Linked DNA regions of Hordeum vulgare: region 1 is linked to region 2. The links are chromatin contacts, called in public Hi-C maps. All regions are on one chromosome and are shown on one strand. The core of a region is the stretch at or near the end of the contact, and the rest is flanking DNA. Distances in the headings are between cores, read along the strand shown. Region 1 holds the start of LOC123402020. Region 2 holds the start of LOC123403537.

What was found. Hi-C and Micro-C count contacts between places; a contact is called where the count stands out from the background.
Region 1: a Hi-C map of seedling shows a contact between it and region 2, with 5 times the contacts expected there. The contact joins the promoter of LOC123402020 here to the promoter of LOC123403537 in region 2. A contact is called at or near these places in 3 of 6 Hi-C or Micro-C datasets (leaf and seedling) and 1 of 1 datasets of contacts at active chromatin or transcription factors (embryo).

Annotation. Positions count from the first base shown.
Region 1 is chr6H:424,305,817-424,309,212 of MorexV3_pseudomolecules_assembly, reverse strand. It overlaps LOC123402020, which reads left to right and starts at 1,427. Exons shown (of 1, transcript XM_045095873.1): 1 at 1,427-2,503. The coding sequence starts at 1,844. The coding sequence ends at 2,239.
Region 2 is chr6H:424,162,827-424,166,759 of MorexV3_pseudomolecules_assembly, reverse strand. LOC123403537 reads left to right here and starts at 2,066. Exons shown (of 3, transcript XM_045097468.1): 1 at 2,066-2,232; 2 at 3,240-3,400; 3 at 3,488-3,933. The coding sequence starts at 3,295. The coding sequence ends at 3,630.

The DNA of each region.
Region 1 (3,396 bases), core at 178-2,677, 140 kb before region 2:
CCAATGCATCGGCCCCATGTTACTTCCTCCTCAAAACATGGCATGCAGATGCAACGCACTGTGCACATCCCCAAAGGCCAAAGCTGTCAAGCAAGATAACATAACGTGCCCTCCTGAAGAAACCCAAAAGACTGCGCATTGACAAGTTAGTTAAGTTATTAATCATCAGCAGAGGAAACCAATTAGTAGTACTAGTACTATTAGAATTCGTTTCACACACCGGGATCAACCTCTTGGATGCGTGTCACCGGCTAGCTAGCCAGCTAGTCACCCAACGGCCCCGTTCGTATGGTGTGTGTGTGTGTGTGTATCCTAGTTTGGTGATGCAATTTCGTCGTTTGTACATACACCTGGCGTGCTACGGACAACGGATCTAGTCTAGCCAAGCTGCGGACGGATCGCGTCATGCGTGCGTCCGCTTCGATCATGATTGCTGCGGGGGTTTCCGCGTACGTTACTGTTGCGGTTTGCGGTCAATCATTCATAGATAGAGGTTGGCTCACCGTCCATTCGATCCGCGTCGACGTTGTATATGTACGTAAGGTGATGATTGCGCGGCCTCATCATGGCACGTAGGAATAGGATTCATCAAACTTAACAACCAATGTCAAACTAAATAAATGCATTGATTAACAGACAGGAGCTGATCCCCTCAGAAAAAGAAAAATAACACAAACAGGAGCTGATAACCGCTGTAGGTTCAACTGCGGCCACGTACTTATTGAGGCGTAGGCATATTTTTCCAAGAGAGGCCGATCCGATGCCCGTTGTTAACCACCTGACGGTTATGAGTGGTAGCTAGCCTCAAGTGCGTAGATGTTATATTCAGACCCAGTTCAAGAAAATTCATGTGCATCAACGTCTTTTACGACCGTCCGCTCGGCTGTTCCCTTCACCACAGCCAGGTCACCATACGAGAGGATTCAGTTCCGAACCACCTGAAAGTGAAAGGGACACTAATGGCAATCACCTCAAAGGCAGCGATCAGAGAGCATTGCAAAGCTGAACCACCTGCATTTCAAGACCATGCACTGCTAATTCGCACCTCCAAATTAACACCGTGCTATGCGATCATACATCCCTACACTACATGTGCAGATAGACGCACGTACCACCACATGATCACGATCGAACTTATCCGGATGGCAAGAGGGAACATGGGAGGTCATTGTTGTGGCCAAGGCCAAGGGCAAGTCCGTGTCAAACTGCGCCATCGTAACCAGAACGTACGTACATCCACCGTAGGCTCCACGACCACGGGTGGTCGAGTTGGAGTCTCCATCGCGCTGTGATAACACGTTACTTGCAAGGGCCTCACACACACCCATGGATCGATCGTCCCGATGACCGCGAGCGAGAGGGACAGCCATGTGAGGCACCCGTTTCTCTCTTCAACTGCCATGGCAATATCTCTCGGTCCCATGATTGTTTAGGGTCTTAAAAAAGCCAGAGCATTTGTTTACCATTCCGTAAATCTACTACCAGTAGGGCTAGTGAGGGAGCCAGGCCCCTCCCGGGCGCTGGCCCACCGGTCAGGGACCTGAGCTGGTGTGCTTGGAGACAGTTGGGGCTGCTTGGCTCACCAAAGGGCAAGGCAAGGCAAGGCAACCCCTAACCAGTATATAAGCATGTTAGCATGTCACATTATTCGACAGCCCGCACATTCATTCACTTTGCCATTGCTTCAGCCTTTCTGCTGTAGCTTGCAAGGAACGTCGGAGGAGGAACAAGGACTGAGTGCTACCGCTACTGGTCTACTACTACTGCTGCTACTTGCCCGGCCGGCGGACGGACACCGCGCCAGCGCTTGCGGGTGGCCACCGATCGCATCGCGGCAAGATCGATGGCGACCAGGTGCTTCTTCCCCAGGGACGCGGTGGCCGGGCGGCACCAGTCCAAGGCGGCCGAGGAGGCGCTCGAGCAGCTGCACCACGGGGGGCGCGTCCTGTCCCGGGAGGAGGTGGGCGGCGCGGTGCGCGTCAAGATCGTGGTCAGCAAGCGCGAGCTCAAGAAGATGGTGGCCGCCCTCGGCACCGGCGCCGAGGCGGCGGCGGCGGCGTCTGCGGACCGCCGCAGCCGCCAGCGCGCGGCGGGCGGCGGCGGCGCCACGGACGCCGAGCAGAGGCTGCAGTCGCTCCGGCGGCGCAGCATGCGGAGGGCCGCCGAGGAGACCAGGCGGATGCAGGCGAGCGGGGAGTGGGAGCCCGGCCTTCAGAGCATCCCCGAGGAAGTTTACTGAGTTTATTACTAGCGGTTTAGTAGAGATTGCGCGTCGTCGGTGATGGTTGATCGCTTTACTAATTATAAGGTTGGGTTTTGATCACCTCCTGCTAAAATGCTACCCGTAGATGTATGTGTACAGTGCCCTTGATTTCTTCCTCTTCCCTTAACTACGAGGGTTCAACTTCTGCCGGTTAACCCTCCTCTCCTTCCTCCATCAGTTTGTGCCATTTTTTTTTCATGTGAAATTTTGGAATGAGAAATGAGAGATGATCTGGCCACACACAGTGCATGGGCTGCATTATAATCTCAAATGCTTCTGCTATTTCTTACTCCTCGTTTTTAGATACACTCATTTCCCCCCGCAAAAAAGAAAAAAATACACTTATTTCAGCGACGGTTAATTTCGGACGGAGATTGTACGTGTGGGTAAATTCAGTCACGCAAGTGCCGCCGCTGTCAGGTTAAAACTAGTGAACTGTTGGTTCGTGGCTTGACTGTGCCTACTTTGGCTGCCTTTTTAGCTGTTGTGTTCTTTTGCCTTTCGGTTGGGCGCGGAACATAATCGAAAAGTATTAACGAGTCGTTAGGAGAAGCGGTGCCAAAGATTCCATCGCACATGGCCAGATGTGTGTCACATTAAAGAAACCATCTTCCCTTGTTGTTCCTGCTATCCATTACTCCCTCCGTTCCTAAATATAAATTTTTTAAACGATTTTATTATATGTCTACATACGAAGTAAAATGATTGAATGTACACTCTAAAGTATGTCTATATGCATATGTAGTTCACTAGTGAAATGAAATCTCTATAAAGACTTATATTTAGAAACGGAGGAAGTAGTTGCAGGCGGTTTTGCATTGTTGTGGCTGCTGTAGCCGCTGTGGAGGGTCGTTTTCTCCTCCTTGTTGATGCATTTTTGCCAACAAAATAGAGTAAGCTGCTGCATAACCTCTTCCTTTTTCTGAATTCGCAGCCAGGGCACAAAGGCATGTTTGTGAATCAGCGGGTGTAACTTTTCGTTTCTTGCACAACACAAGCAAGTATTGTTATAAAAAAAAACACAAGCAAGTATTTCCTCTCTTACTAAATATTTATTGAAAACACTAATACAAATATCGTAACTGTCAAAAGCTTGCATGTCCAAATAAATAATAAATAAATTCAAAGGTCTT
Region 2 (3,933 bases), core at 817-3,316:
GTTGCCTTTTCTCCACCATATTTTCTATTGTGAGGGGTGGGAATCGGTTTCTACCGGGAAAATCGATGCGAGGGCGTGATGATGATGGGAAGTCGGCCAAAAAAACTAAACGGAAATAAAGTGGGTATCAGGCTACCAACTCCCCTTTAGGCAACTCCCAATAGAGATTGGATGTGGGATTCAAATAGTGATTTGATTTAGTAAGTAGTGATTTGTTTGGGTAAGTGCCGATAGTATTTAATTTGGAAATAAAAAACCACACATGGTTGTTTTGGTAATTAGTGATAGGATTTGAACGAGTTAATGTATGATGTTGTTTTCAAAAAGTGCGTATATCATTGAATTAATACACGCATCAAATGGGTCGGTTCAAATTGGTTGCGGTTAAGCAAAAGATCGCATGTCACACGCTCACGGGAGTAATATAAGGTTGTCAAGAGGTTGATGGGAGGTGAGGCGAGACTACAAACTCAGATTTTAGGAGTAGAGACATGTGATGATGGATGGAGGGACAAAGATAAAATAGAGGAACAAAATCAGACGTACGTGGGAGGGGAGAGGAAAAAACCCTGGAACGGAAGCTACCAAGTCCTCCTTAAGACTAGAGATTTGCGTCCACATGGAAAGTTCTGATCAGTTTAGATTTGGTCTGAAGATATTGATTAAAGATTGATCATAATTGATTCTTTCACATGGAGATATTACTAAATAGCTTGCGTCCACATGAAAAGTTCTAATCCATCCACATTTGGTCTTCAAAGATTGATTGAAGATCAATCATTACTGATTCTTTCCCATGAAAGTATTACTAAATAACTTGCGTCCATATGGAAAATTCTAACCCGTTCAAACTTTTTTTATGGTGTGAGAAGCTCGGCGAGAAACAACCAGATGAATAAAACCCAAGGTAAAAGGGGGTTGGGAGGTGACGTAAAAATAAACCGTGGAGGAGAAGCTACAAAGTCTCCCTTTAGGAGTAGAGATAGATGGTGATGAAAGGAGAGACGAAAAAACCCAGACAAAGGTGAAAGATGAGGCGGAAAATCCGTGAAACAAAGACTACCAAGTCCTCCTTTAGGAGTAGGGATTAATGGCTCGCTTTCATAATTGATTTGGTCTGAAAAATCCCTATTTAAACAAATTAAATTAATTGTTTGTTTGGCTAATTAACTGCATTAGTGACTTGATTTTTAAAATGATCTAGTGTTTGGTTTCCAAATTATTTTGCATTGATGACTGGATACCAACGAACAACGTACGAACCCTCTTTAGGAGTAGAGAAGATAATCGCGTCCACAGTCGAGGACGACGCCTTGATCCACGCTCTCACATTCTCGAGCATCGCGTCAGTGTCAGGCCCGACCACAACATCCTCTATGGTGTCGCGCACGGCGTCCCTCTATAGGGACACACAGATGCATACACATAACAAAAAGATATATATTTTTTATTGTATTAGGAAACTTGTGGTTGTCAATTAATGGCACATTGTGCAATTAGCTATTTGTTATTGAGAATTGTCTAATTTTGTTTTGAAAGGTTATCGAGAAAATATTATGTCTCTCTTTTAAAAAGGCGATCTCATATGTGGTGTAATTTCTGAATTTTGAATTACTTATTATTTAAGTGATTGAATTAAAGCAGCACCCGCCAAAGCAATCATGAAATAAGATCTCTTCTTTAATGTGATTTATTTTTTTAGTGAAAGGGATAAAATCCAGTGGTGGAAGGTAAGACGAAAAAAAATATAAAGTTAAAAGGGAAGACGGAAAAAATCCGATAAAAGCCGGCTACTAACTCCTTCTTTAGGAGTAGAGATTACTGTGAATTGTGATCTCTTCTTTTAATCTACAAATTTACCGGCTGCCTAATCATTTTTTATATTTTTCTGAGCTATCTAATCATCTCTTTTCAACTTCGCTGCTACGTTTCAATTCATTTTGTTTTTCTTTGAGCGGTAGTATGTTTCAATTCGGATGATCTAAACCTGGTCGGCCTATACAGCTACATGTACTTCCGCTCGGCCCATCCCCACATGTGCAGCAAACCTTAAAATTTCGCCCACCACTAAAAGAAAAAAGAATGTGCCCGGCTTGGAATCGGAGCAGCGCGGCCTGACGTGCAGCCGTAGGTGCGGTCGACCTCCCCACGCCGGCCACCGGATCCGCCATCGCTCGATCCGACCTCCTCTCTGGTTCTTCGCCCCACGGAGCAGCGGTGCCCTGCAGCGAGGTGCTTCCCTCCATTCTATCTCCACTCTTCTCCCGTTCCCTCTCTGCGAGCTTTACCCAGAGCGGACACCCCTCTCCGGCTCGGAAATCGACGGCGACTACGGCGGCGGCCGGCAGCCCTCCTTAATCCCCCGCCCCCCCATCACTTCTCCTTTTTAACCAGTTGTTGATTCCTCATATAGTAGAACTAATTCGTACTTTAATTGCTTCATGGACCTTGATTTCCATTTATAAACTTATTATTGTTCTCTGGAAATTCTGCGGCTGCCACTGGCCATTGCGGTGCCCACACGTTTGATTGACCTGTATGGACTATGGATTGTCTAGACTCCAGAGGCTGGTGGGAATTCCTTATTTGGAGTGAGACGAGTATTAGAGTTGTTCATTGAAATAACACGTCAGTATGTGCGAGCAGTAGGTATTTGTTGAAATGCCCCAGACGAGTTGCTTTTGGAGGATCCGGCTCCTACTATTTCTGGGCTGTGTAGGTAGATCCGTTATCATGGTTGTTCAACAAACATAACTAAGATTTTTACAGTACGATAGAAATGTGTTGTTCTAGATAGGCTATTGAGTATCAAGCACTATAGTAATCTGTCAATAACACAATGCTATTTCCCCGAGTGTAACCTGTGCATCTTTTACTCGTTGCTGCGTGTCGAGTTGGACATGGCTCACAAGTTTGAGTGGCTGACCATCATTAGCTGATTTCATTCCTGAAGAGCATAGGCACTCTGGGTGTTATTCTTGAGAACATCAAAATGTATTATCGATGCATAATTTCCATTATAGAATGGGTAATGTCTGGTGAAGCAATATTTCTGATGCAGAAGCAGTGGCATTTCTGTGTATACAGTATACTTGTTTATTTTTTATTGGTGAATATTTTTTAACCTTTCTTAGGATTTATCTGACACAAATGCCTAATTGTACATCTTGCAAGTGCCCAAATACCTTTATAAGAACTATAACTTGCTGCTTATATATCCATTCTTCTTGAATATTCAGTGTGACAAGAGGATCCAAATGGCATAATCACAGCTATCTATTAAGGTGTTCTCCGATGGCTCAATTCCTGGATTTACGGGCTTTTATTTTGCGTGCGCGTGTCCTCAAATTTTATAGGCAGGCACTGCGTATGACTCGCCGAGCCCCTGAACATGCTCGTGGTATGTCATTTGTAAACCTTGCTCTTCTATCTGCTGTGTGCTGTTATCTTTAAAATTTTCTAATTATGTTTGTCGTTCTTTGTCCAGATGAGTTGAGGCAGACAGTACGGGCAGAGATTGAAAAAAATCGCCATTGTGATGATAAGCAAAAGATTAAGTTTTTAATTAGTGAAGGACTACAGAGATTGAAGGGTCTTGATGAGATGCTTGACATGACAGGAAACGGATAATCTGAGCTGTATCATGGGGACTGTTTCAATATTCAGTTATGTCCCTTGTATTCATGGAAATAATTGTTTTCACGTGGTTCAGTTTTCACAGACAGCCGAAGCTGAAAACTAGGCGTGCTGGACTTTCCGTGTAAAATCTGTGCAACCTTTTTATTTGAGAATGCAGATCAGGTTAGGTGGGCAGTGATAAAGAGTGGACTTGTGGACAGTTACGGCACAAGGTCCAGATTACTTTTCTTGTAAAACACTGGGATTGGACCTGCACTTTATCGCGACAACCCTTTTGTATTTGTAATTTAGTAG